Regions from separate parts of the Oryctolagus cuniculus genome. Here region 1 is linked to region 2. The links are chromatin contacts, called in public Micro-C maps. All regions are on one chromosome and are shown on one strand. Each heading gives the region's core, a stretch centred on a gene start, on an enhancer-like site or on the middle of the called end of the contact. The rest is flanking DNA. Distances are from core to core; before and after follow the strand shown.

What was found. Hi-C and Micro-C count contacts between places; a contact is called where the count stands out from the background.
Region 1: a contact with region 2 is called in a Micro-C map of ear pinna, with 14 times the contacts expected there. The contact joins the enhancer-like site here to the promoter of ANKRD23 in region 2. A contact is called at or near these places in 3 of 6 Hi-C or Micro-C datasets (ear pinna, psoas muscle and an unstated tissue).

Annotation. Positions count from the first base shown.
Region 1 is chr2:111,142,304-111,147,898 of mOryCun1.1, forward strand. No RefSeq gene overlaps it. Among named protein-coding and RNA genes, the nearest start is that of ARID5A, 19 kb to the right of the region's middle. Within about 2 kb of position 3,093, at least 1 of the 8 cell types and tissues checked has an H3K27ac peak or open chromatin away from gene starts, as enhancers often do.
Region 2 is chr2:110,883,693-110,889,261 of mOryCun1.1, forward strand. It overlaps ANKRD23 (ankyrin repeat domain 23), which reads left to right and starts at 1,865. Exons shown (of 9, transcript XM_070068768.1): 1 at 1,865-2,001; 2 at 4,808-4,954; 3 at 5,066-5,194. The coding sequence starts at 4,910. It overlaps ANKRD39 (ankyrin repeat domain 39), which reads left to right. Exons shown (of 4, transcript XM_002710017.5): 4 at 1,537-1,900. The coding sequence ends at 1,680.

The DNA.
Region 1 (5,595 bases), core at 1,843-4,342, 260 kb after region 2:
AGCGGCGGCCATTGGAGGGTGAACCAACGGCAAAGGAAGACCTTTCTCTCTCTGTCTCTCTCTCTCACTGTCCACTCTGCCTGTCAAAAATAAAAAAAAAAAAAAAAAAAAAAGTAATAATAAAATGAAGGAAAACAAAAGGCTTCCGCTGAGGCAGCATTGTCCTCAAAATCCCTGTCTGGCTGCTGCTTGCTTATTTATTTATATTTTAAGAGTTATTTTATTTCTTTGAAAGCAAAGTTACAGAGAGGCAGAGAAGAGAGAGAGGTCTTCCATCCTCTGGTTCACTCCACAGATGGCCACAATAGCCGGAGCTGGGCCGATCCAAAGCTAGGAGCCAGGAGCTTCCTCTGGGTCTCCCATGTGGGTGTAGGGCCCAAGGACTTGGGCCATCTTCTACTGCTTTCCCAGGCCATAGCAGAGAGCTGGATCAGAAGTGGAGCAGCCGGGACTCGAACCGGTGCCCATACAGGATGCCGGCACTGCAGGCGGCGACCTCACCCTCTATGCCGCAGCACCGGCCCCCTGGCTGCTGTTTTACTCCATTGCCCTTGACCCCCAGTCTCAGCCTCACAGCCTTGTGGTTGGGCCTCAGGCTCTGGGCAGGGATCAGCTGCTCCCTGAGCTGCCAGCTACAACCTCGGGCGAGTCATTCTGTCCTTTAGCCTCATCTTGTGAATGAACTCTCCCCAAAAGGAAGTGTGGGGCCTGCATGGAACCAAACCTGGAACAAAGTGCCTGGCAACTGCTGGGTGCTGACCTCACGGCCCTGCCTGCTGAGACTCCGTTGTGTCCTGGAAACCAGTGTTTGCTGGGAGTGATAGTTTGCGTGCAGACACATTGTCCCCTGAACACCATTGTGTTCATCTCCCAGAGCCGCCATTACCTCCAGCTCCGTGGTTTCAGACAAACAACGGAGCTCATCCTCTCCTGCTCCCGGAGGCTGGGCCCAGACCGGGATGTCACCGGGCCCATGCTCCTGGCAGGGGTCTGTCCTGGCTGCGTCCTACCTCCTGGTGTTTTGCTGGCAACCCGCAGCACTCCCTTGCCTGTAGCTGTGTCACTCCAGTCCCCTGGGTCTGCGGCCTCACGTGGTTGTCCTACAAGGATGCCCTACTCCACCATGACCTCGTCTAAGCTAATTACACCTGCAACAACCCTGGTCCCAGTAAGTCTCCGTTCTGAAGTTCAAGAGGTAGGACCTCAACACCTCTTTCCTGGGGCGACACAAGTCAGTCAAACCGCTTTGATGGGTGTCTGGCTCTGGGCAGAAGTAAGCTTCAGAAGTTGTAGCCTCTGGGGGCTGGCCAGCATTGTGGCACATTGGCTAAAACTGCCTGTGATGCAGGCATCCCGTGTGGGCAACCAGCTGGAGTCCCTGCTGCTCTACTTCCAGTCCAGCTCCCTGCTAGTGCATCTGGGAACGCAGCAGAAGATGACCCAAGTCCTTGGACCCCTGCACCCACTTGGGGGACGTGGAAGAAGCTCCTGGCTCCTGGCTTCAGCCTGGCCCAGCCCTGGCCGTTGTGGCCATTTGAGGGAGTGAACCAGCAGATGGAAGATCTCTGCCTCTTCCTCTCTGTAACTCTGCCTTTCAAATAAATAAATAATAAAAATAAATAAAATAAATAAAAAAAAAAAACAGCAGGAGGCACAGGCGGTGTTGTGCATGCAGAGTGGGTGAGCACCGTCCCTTCTCACAGTCAGGTGGGTAAAGCTGCAGGAAGGGCTGCTCCTCTCCAAGGCCACCTGCACCCAGGTCCACGGGGTGGGAGGGAGCCCAGGACACCTCCTGAGCACACAGGAGTCCCCAGGGACTGCTCAGGCGCAGGGGATGCATGGGAGTGTTCTGACTCTTGGCTAAGGGGCACGTGCACCATGATAATTTGGATTAAAAAAAAAAAAAAAATGGGAAGGCCAGGACGGGAGCTGTGACACAGCAGGTAAACTGCTGCTTGGGGCTCCCGCGTTCCACATCCAAGTGCTGGTTTGAGTCTTGGCTATGCCGCTTCCAATCCAGCATCCTGCTAATGCGCCTGGGAAGGCAGCCGATGGGGCCGCGGGTGGTTGGGCCCCTGTATGCACATGGGAGACCTGGATGGGGTGAGTGAACCAGCACATGGAAGCTCTCGCTCGCTCGCTCCCTCTTTCTGTCACTCTTTCAGTGGGAGGAGCGAGTCTCAGATGGTGCTGGGTGCTGTGGGAGCACGTGGGGTGGGCACCCAGGCCACGAAGGCTTCCTGGAGGAAGAGCCCTCTGGGTGCGGCTGGAAGGAAGAGTGGAGAGAATGTTTTCCAGGATGCCTCGGGGCTCTGCTCAGACAGAGGCCACAGGAGGCAGGGGGCAGTGGTGAGCCAGGAATCTGTGAGAAGCTTCCAGGCGGAGACATTGGGCTGTTAAGGTGAGGACAGTGGGGAGCCGTGGGCTAGGTTTATGCAGGGGGTGGGCCAACCCTGGCATGATTCTTCCGGTTTGTCTTCTGCTCATCCTCACCCTCGGCCCCCAGCCCCGCCTCTGCAGCACCGCGCTCACTGCAACACTGTTGGTGTAGTGCACAGGTGACCCCCTTCACCCAGCCTCTGTACAAGCTGCTTTTCCTCTCCTCTCCTCTCCCCGCTCCTCTCCTCTTCCTTTCTTTCCCAGGGGCTGGGAGGGAGAGAGGAGGAAGCAGCCCAACTGGACTTCTCCCAAGAGGCTGCTTCCCTGCCTACTGCTCAGGCATCCCACTGGGCAGCTCGTGGGCGAGAGATGTGGTGCCCAGCCCCAGCCTGTTCACAGGCGAGGGCTGTGGGGTGGCTGTGAGGTCAAGGACCTGCGCTTGACAGCCCGTTGTCATCACGCGCTGGTTAGCTCATCGCTGCCTGCAGATGGAGGGGGCACCCATGTGGCAGGTGAGCCTCCACACCCCTTCCTGTGGCCGTGGCAGACATTACTAATCGCTTGCATCACTCTCAACACTGAGCCATCCAAAAGCTGCAGACAACCACAGTCAGAACTGGTACCTGGGGGGGAATTCTTGACCCAGACACAGACAGGATGCGCGGAGGTCAGGGAGCCTGTGAGTCAGAAGCCGGGCAGGAGGGTGGTGGTCAGCACAGGCAGGCAGGAATGCCAAAGGGGGTGAGGTAGCAGGCAGGGCACGGGAGGGCCACGGGCGGGCGGGAGGAAGGGGATGACTCACCTTCGGTGGAACTTCAGTTTACAAAGCACTTTCACTAAATGCCCACAGGGCTTTAGGTCGCAATGACTCACTTCCAGAGAACAGCTGAGGGCCTGGATGTGCCTGGTTGCACCCAGACACACACACTCTCTCTCACAGAGCCAAGTCCTCTGGCCATGGCCTGCTGCAGGATGTCTGTGCTGGCCTTAGGGACAGCGACTAGGGAGGGGTCCTGAGAGTGCCACTTGCTGACTCTGGGGGGTGGGCTGGTGCAAGCCACCAGGATGGTGTCAGTTGGAAGCAGAGAAGGCAAGAGAGGATGCCTGGCTGGCAGAGCCCGAGTGAGGAGAGGGCCGGAGTGGGGGGCGGTGTCCCTGCCCTGCCTGGCTGTTCAGTTCTCCCTGCTGTCCCTCCAGCACCGCAACTCCTTTTCTCCTGCGGGCAGGTGAAGTCGGCCTTCCAGGGCCTGGCGGGACTGGGGGTGTGTTCGGGGAACACCTGCCCTTCGCCAGCGTCACACCTGGCGGCTCTCTCTGAGTCGCGGACGCTGGAAGTGACCGCGCTCGTTTCGCAAGTGCACTGTCGAGGGGCCTGCCCCAGTGCCGCGCACAGCCCACCTCGCAGTGACCCTACTGCATCCTGTTGCAGCTGCCACGTTCACGGAGCCCTTCGCTTTAGGCGACGGCCTGGGCCGAGCTGGCGATAGCAAAGAGCCGCAGCGCCGCCTAGCGTCCGAGTACCGGCAGGACCCGGGCGACGCCGTGGCGCCCCGGGCAAGGCAGAGGGCGGGTCCCTCAGGCCTGGGGCCCAGAGGGCACGTAGGACCTTGGGGAATAGACAAGCACCTTGTCCCAGGGGCAGCAGCCATTGCTCAGCTCCAGGAAGTGATCCCTGTACCAGAAATTCCAGTTTTTAAAGAAAATTCCCCTGTCCCAATTTTAATATGTAACCCAATTCTTAAACGCGGGAAGCTAAATTAAAAATATTTAAGCCTATCATCATTGGTAGCCTCTGCCCTTGCTGAAACGGTGGAACGGTCTTACTTACCTCCTGGGCTCTCAGCTGCCCTTCTAGTACCTTCTCTGCCAGCTGTTCCTGCCACATCGGGCCCCTGCAGCCCCCTCCAGCGTGGGCCACTTGGAGGCTACACTTCCCCGAGGGGGTCCCTGCTGCAGACCCCAGCCCTGGCCCCCTGTGCTTGCCCAACACCGCTGCTGTCCTTGTTTGTGGTGACTTCGGGGCCCCCCAGCCCCTGCTCTCTGCCTCATCAGACTCCCCCGGCTGAATCCAGCTGTCCCCTATTCCAGCTCTGCACCAGCTGGTGGTCTGGTCTCGCCGAAACACGTGCCACCAACCTCAAGTGGCACCTGCTGGCACACCCCAGGGCACCGTCTGTGTGTGGCCACATTCCACTGACATCACTGCTCCCCCCTGCTCCCTCCTCAAGCCCCCCCCCCCCAGTCCCCACCTCCCTCTCTGAGCACCAAAAAAAGCAGCATGGGCCAGAGACTTCCACAGCCCATCCATGCCAGACCTGCGCCCGGACTACACTGCCGTCCCTCTGTCTCCACCTATGAGCTGCCTGCTGCCCCAGTTCCCGGGAACATCTCATTCCACCGTGCCCGAGCCGCCTCTGTCCACCATCCTCCCAGTCTTTCAGTTCCCTGGGCCTGGTTGCTGGTGGCCACCTTGGGTCTCCATCCTCACTGTTCTCTCTGCCTTCCCCCCAGCCACGGCTCAACGCCACCTTCCAGGGGGCCTTGCCGACCACTCTGTTTTAAACCATGCACCTTTGGCCGGCGCCACGGCTCACCAGGCTAATCCTCTGCCTTGCGGCGCCGGCACACCGGGTTCTAGTCCTGGTCGGGGCGCCGGATTCTGTCCCGGTTGCCCCTCTTCCAGGCCAGCCCTCTGCTGTGGCCAGGGAGTGCAGTGGAGGATGGCCCAAGTGCTTGGGCCCTGCACCCCATGGGAGACCAGGATAAGTACCTGGCTCCTGCCATTGGCAGTGCGGTGCACCAGCCACGGCGGCCATTGGAGGGTGAACCAACGGCAAAGGAAGACCTTTCTCTCTGTCTTTCTCATTGTCCACTCTGGCTGTCAAAAAAAATAAATAAATAAATAAATAAATAAACCGTGCACCTGGAAAAGGGTCGTGGGGAGGTTGCCTAACATTGTGAATATGCATTGAATGCCACTGAATTGTATGCTTGGAGATGGTTAAACAGGAGTCTGATGCTGCTTGGATCGCCCATGTCCCGTATCAGGATGGCTGGGTTCAAGTCCAGACTCAGCCTGCTGCTGATGTCCATCCTGGGAGGCAGCACAGGATGGCTCAAGTGGTTGGGTCCCTGCTACCCACCTGGAAGACCCAGATAAAGCTCCCAACTCTTAGTTTTGGCCTGGCCCAGCCCCAGCTGTTGCTGGCATTTGGG
Region 2 (5,569 bases), core at 615-3,114:
TCACCTGGCTGGCGTCACCCACGGGGGCGCAGCACTTTAGATGCATCGCATCCCCTGTTCTCTCATGTGGACAGGGAAAATGTGTGAGGGCTGGAAGTTATTCTTCTTTGCTAGGTTTTAAAATAAGCTATTTGCAAACTTTTTTTTAATGATTTATTCTGTTTATTTAAAAGGCAGAGTGACAGAGAGGGAGAAACAGAGAGAGAGCTCCCTGTGGCTTACTCCCCAAATGGCCGCAACAGCCAGGGCTGGGCCAGGCCAAAGCCGGGAGCCAAGATCTCCGTCTGAGTCTCCACATGGGTGCAGGGGCCCTAGCACTTAGGCCATCTTCCTCTGCCTTCCCAAGCACATTGCAGGGAGCTGGATTGGAGGAGCAGCAGCTGGGACTTGGAGCAGCACTCCAACGTGGGGTGCCGGCGTCACGGGCAGCAGCCTAGCCTGCTGCACCACAGTGCGGCCCCTGGTATTTTGCTTTCCGTGAGGAATTCTTGGGGCCGCATCTCGCCCTGCTCACAGCAGACCGCTGCTTGAACTAGGCAGCGAGACAGAAGCCACAGCCGGGTCTGCGCTCACCAGGAGGACCTGCTGCGTGAAGGTTCGGGCTCCGGAGGTCCCGTGGTGGATTCTGGGGCTGCTTCTCGCCCTGTGCGGGCCCCTGGCGTCCGTCAGTTTGCTGGGAGGTGCGGGGAAGGTACAGAGCCCAGCCGTCAGCAGGGCCGACTTCGCATCCCCACGTTGCCACGGCAGCTCGGGGACCTCGGGCAAGTTGCTTCGCTTCTGTGCGCTGCAGTCTGTCTGGGGCAGTAGTGGCGATTCCCACCTCCGAGAGGTATCGGGAAAGGTAAGCTACACAGTCGCTTACCTCGGTTACCTTTAGCGACATTTAGGAATTGCTGCCCAGGGGCCGGTGCTGTGGCACCATGTGGGCGCCAGTTCTAGTCCCGACTGCTCCACTTCCAATCCAGCTCTCTGCTATGGCCTGGGAAAGCAGTGGAAGATGGCTCCAGTGCTTGGGCCCCTGCACCAGTGTGGAAGACCTGGAAGAAGCTCCTGGCTTCAGCCTGGCCCATTGCTGGCCATTGTGGCCATCTTGGGGAGTGAACCAACAGATAGAAGAGCAGTCCCTCTCCCTTCCCCCGCTCTTAGCTTTGCCTTTCAAATAAATAAACAAATCTTAAAGTGATGCCCAAATGAGGATCCGTGTCTCAAAGGAGAAGAGAAGGCTGGGAACCCGAGCTCGTCTGGCGGCTGCCCGTGGCGCCCAGCACCCTGCAGGTGATGGCTGAATGGCCGAGCTGTTTGTGTGGCTCTGACCCAAGCCAGCAGTGGCCACAGGGTGGAGACATAGAAAGAAAGACGGGCTCCCGCCAGAGGGCCCTGGGCCCTCCACCGCCTCCTGGAGAGTCGCTGGGTTTCTAAAGGAGTTCGAGGAAACCGCCTCAGGCCGGCCTTGGCCCGCTTCCTCAGGATCTCAGAGGAGCAAGAAGGGGCAGGGTCTGGCAGGGGTGAGCCTGACCTGGGTGTGTCTGTCCCCAGGCTGCGGAGAAGGGCCACGTGGACATCTGCTCCCTGCTGCTGCAGCACAGCCCGGCCCTGAAGGCGGTCCGCGACCGGAAGGCGCGGCTGGCCTGCGACCTGCTGCCCAGCCACAGCGACCTGCGGGACCTGCTGGCCGCCTGAGAGAGAGGCCGCCCTCCTGCCGCACGCTGTGCGGAGGGAAACTGAGGCCAGAAGACCCCGGAAGAACCCCGCCGGGCCTCCGTGGATGTGAGGGAGGAGGTTTGGTGGGGCGGGACGTGCCTGCGCCCGGACAGGCGATCATGTTCTGAATCAGGTCCTGTGGGAACGTCCATCCATTTGGAAAAACCAATAAAGTCAAATCCCTACCTCCGCCCACAAAGATAAACCTCAAGATGAACGACCAAAAATCAGAGCACACAAGTGCGGCGCCCGTGGCGAGAGCTGCCCCTGCTCCGTCGGTCCCCCGGTGGCTGGTCCGAGGTGAGAGTGGTTACAGGGGGCCCGCCCCAGGGCCACCGTGGGGACTGGGGGAGGGGAGCTCCGTGGCGAGTGCTTTGCTTAGTTCCTGCTCCAGACGTGCTCAGTGCTGGCAGGGTCGGAACCCACTCCTTCCGGCCTGTGACCGGCAGAGGGCGCTGCTGCTTTAGTCTGCGGGCGAGTTACAGTGAGGGGAATACTGCTTCCCGCCCGTGTCGATTTCTTTTCTTGACCCAGAAAAGCCGTTTATATTCGGCATATCGATCCTCTGTTTTACACGTACATTTATGTCCATTCGTTTCAAATTTCTTCTGTCATGCTGTCACTTAACTCTGTTGGTGTCTGGCCACGGAAACCGGTACAGTCACGGTAGGTGGCAGTCTGGCCACATGTATTTAAATGAGCAGAGCCAGGAATCTGGCGCTTCTGGACTGCTCCCCCGTGGCTGCAGGGAGGTTCACGTGCAGGCACTCAGCCTGGGGGGCCCCCCGCAGAGGCGGTGCTGCCTGGGCTAGGGGCCCGAGGCCGCTTCCAGCAAAGGGTGCGTGCGTCTGGAGCTGCAGCTGGGCGGAGGAGAGCCAGGAGAGCAGGGAGCGCGTGCCTTCTCCCGGCACCCACGCGGGCTTTCCCCTGGGCCGGCAGGCCCTGGACTTCCTGTTTACTTTTGGGTTTTTAATTAGGAAGACTTTTTAAAATCAGCGCTAGCCCTGGCAGGGCGAGTGCTTTTTTGCTGAGTGTCTGGGGTGGAGCCTGCTGATTGCAATGCCCCTGTGCTCAGAGGCCGAGGCGCACAGGCTGAAGTCTGACTTTTTCTTGTCCACTTGTCCTCGTTCTAGTCTGGGTGAGTCTTTCCTCTTGTAGCCAAAGAGTTCTGTCGGAAAAAAAAATCCCCTGAAACCCCAGAGCTTAGTTTCTTCACTGTCTCGGGTTCTGTTGTGTGAGCTTCTGGACTTCACGGCCAGAGCTGCTGGCCTTTGGCCCTTGCTGACCCCGGCGCTCCCTGCTGTCTGGCGATGGCGGCCGCTGGGCTCTGGAATCTTATTTACTGGCTCTCAGGTTTCCTCGCAAAGGTCACCGCTGGGCGATGGGCCTGAGATCCAGGACTTTTGCTTACGGTGGCCTGAGACAGACTGCTCTGGGGCTGGTTTCATGGTTCCTGCTACATCCTGGGACCCGGGGCCGACCGCAGCCCCCCTTCCCTGTGGAGGGTGCACTCATGGCTGGGGGTGTCTGGTGGGGACCCACAGGGAGCATGGGAGACATTTGCGAGGCCCAGCCCCCCCACAGTGGCTGGCACAGCGTAACTCGGGCTGCCGGCATGGGAGGCAGGAGGGATGGGGGCAGCCTTGAGATCACACAGAGCTGTTTGTGCATTGTCATGTAGAGGCCAGCTCTTCCCTGCAGGATTCTGGCCAGCTTGTGCCAAGGTCACTGGGCCGGGTCTTGGAAGTTTCCCAGGCAGCCAGACTTCCAACAACATGGAAGCCCAAACTGGTCTCTTCCCTGGCGGGTGCGAACGCAGCAAGGTGGGAAAGGTGTCCCCTTGAGCACGGGCTCGTGGCTGGGCCGCGTGCTCGGTGGCTCAGCGGCTCCGAGCGGAGTGGGGTATGGCAGAGGTGCAGGCGAGGGCGTGTGGAAGGCGGCGGCTCCCTGTCTGCCTCGCGGGCTGCTTTCCCAGGCTGGTATTTTGGTCGATGTGACAGAACCCCAGAGTCATCTGTCCTTCCCTGCCCCCACCCGCCCCCAGGAGGAGGCCGAGCTATAAGAGGGCAGCGCCCGGGCTCTCACTGGGGGTGCGGAGAGCGGGGGGACCATGGACTTCATCAGCATTCAGCAGTTGGTGAGGACAGGGGGCGCCCCCCGGCAGGTCCCTGGCTATCGGGTGGCGGGCAGGCAGCTGCTCACTGGGGTCTGAGGGTCAGGGCGGAGGCACCAGGAGGTGGGCAGCTCCCGTCTGCTCTGTGCCTGGTTCTGCATGAGCTGCTGGCAGGCAAGGAAGAAGCTGGGTGTGGTGGCCGTGAGAGTCCTGGTGTGCACCGAGCCCCGCCCTGGATCGTGACAGGGAAGGGAGGCGGCAGACTCCGGGGAGCACGAGGGTGGCCACTGCTCTGGAGGGCCTGGGTGGGGGCAGGGAGAAGGGCATCCTTGCCCCAGGGGTGCTTTGGGCTTTGTCAGTGTTGGGGACCTAGAGGATGTCACGTTGCCCACCAGCAGTGGGGCCTGGGCAGCGTTGCTTTAGAAGGGAATCTGGTTCTGTCTGGCCGGGAGCCCCAGCCCCGTCATCCTATCATTCCAGCCTGTTCTCCCCACAGGCTCGGTCCTCAGTGCTCCCCAGCTGTGAGGGGAGGACTCACTCCCAAGCACGAGACCAGTAACTCCCGTAACCGCCCCAGCTCCTTTAGGTTAAGTGCAGGTTGGAGCCCGTTTTATGGAGACAGTTTCCCAGCAAGCGGAGTTGAATTCCCCCAGGGCGTGTGTCTCAGTCCCTCTGAGCTTGTACCGCAAGGCAGCATGGCGTGATCCGGTAGGAATCTAAGGCAGCAGCCCAGGAGGGAAGCTAAGCGGTCATCTGGCTCAAGGGTGCCTGGGCCCTGGCCAGCGGTATGGATGGATGCGGGCTCGCCTCACCCCTGGGTCCTGCTGACAGAGCAGGGCAGGCAGAGGTCACTCATCCCCCAGGACGTCACCGCGGATGGGAGGCAGCCTCTCCAGTCCCCAAAACTCACCCCGTCCACAGCCCTCGCCAGCCGTCTCCCTGGCACTGTACAACCCTGTTTTCTGATTGCTTGTCCTCTGCCTGTTCCTGCAGGTAAGTGGAGGAGGAGTTGGGAGGAAAGCGTTGGGAATCGGACATGGAGTCCCCGACCCCGGAGGCTGGCCCTGTGACTGGAGGCTGGGGCCCCAGGAGGCCATGGCCCGGGAGAAGCTGAGAGTGGAAGAGGAGAAGAAGGTGAAGGTGAGCGCTGGGTGGGAGTGGGGCGGCCGCCCCAGGGGCCCCGCCCTGCTCCAACCTCTGGCTGACGTCTGGCCTGCTCCTGTCTTCCGTCCACTCGCTGCGCCTTCTCAGCTTGAAAGATTTAACAGCTCCAGAGTCCATCTGGAGACGCTGGCTGACCTGGAACACTTGGTTCAAAGACGGAGAGAGAAGCGACTGAGACGCAGAGTCCCCCCCAGGGAACCTGAGCCCGTGGTTAAGGTGAGTGACAACGTGGGGCTGCAGGCCCGAGGAAGCGTTTCCTGTGGCGGGTGGCCAGGGGGGGCTTCCTCGCGGAAGGCTGCAGCCCAGGCAGTGCAGAGGGATGGCCTCCGAGGCCGGAGCAGCCCCTCACAGGGTGGCGCCCGTCTGCACGCGCTCAGAACCTGCTCCTGCCCTTCCGCTGTGCTTGCAGCTCCACCCCCTTCTCAAGTCCCTGGGCCTGCGGTGCCAAAGGAGCCCTTCATCCGAGGGCGTGTCGTGTCGGGCTGGGGCTTGCTTTAACAAGTCCACGTGGCCCCGCCTTGACCGTTGCCAAACGAGGTCACCCTCTGACACAGTGCGGGAGAGGACTTCACCACGCTCGTGTCGATCCCC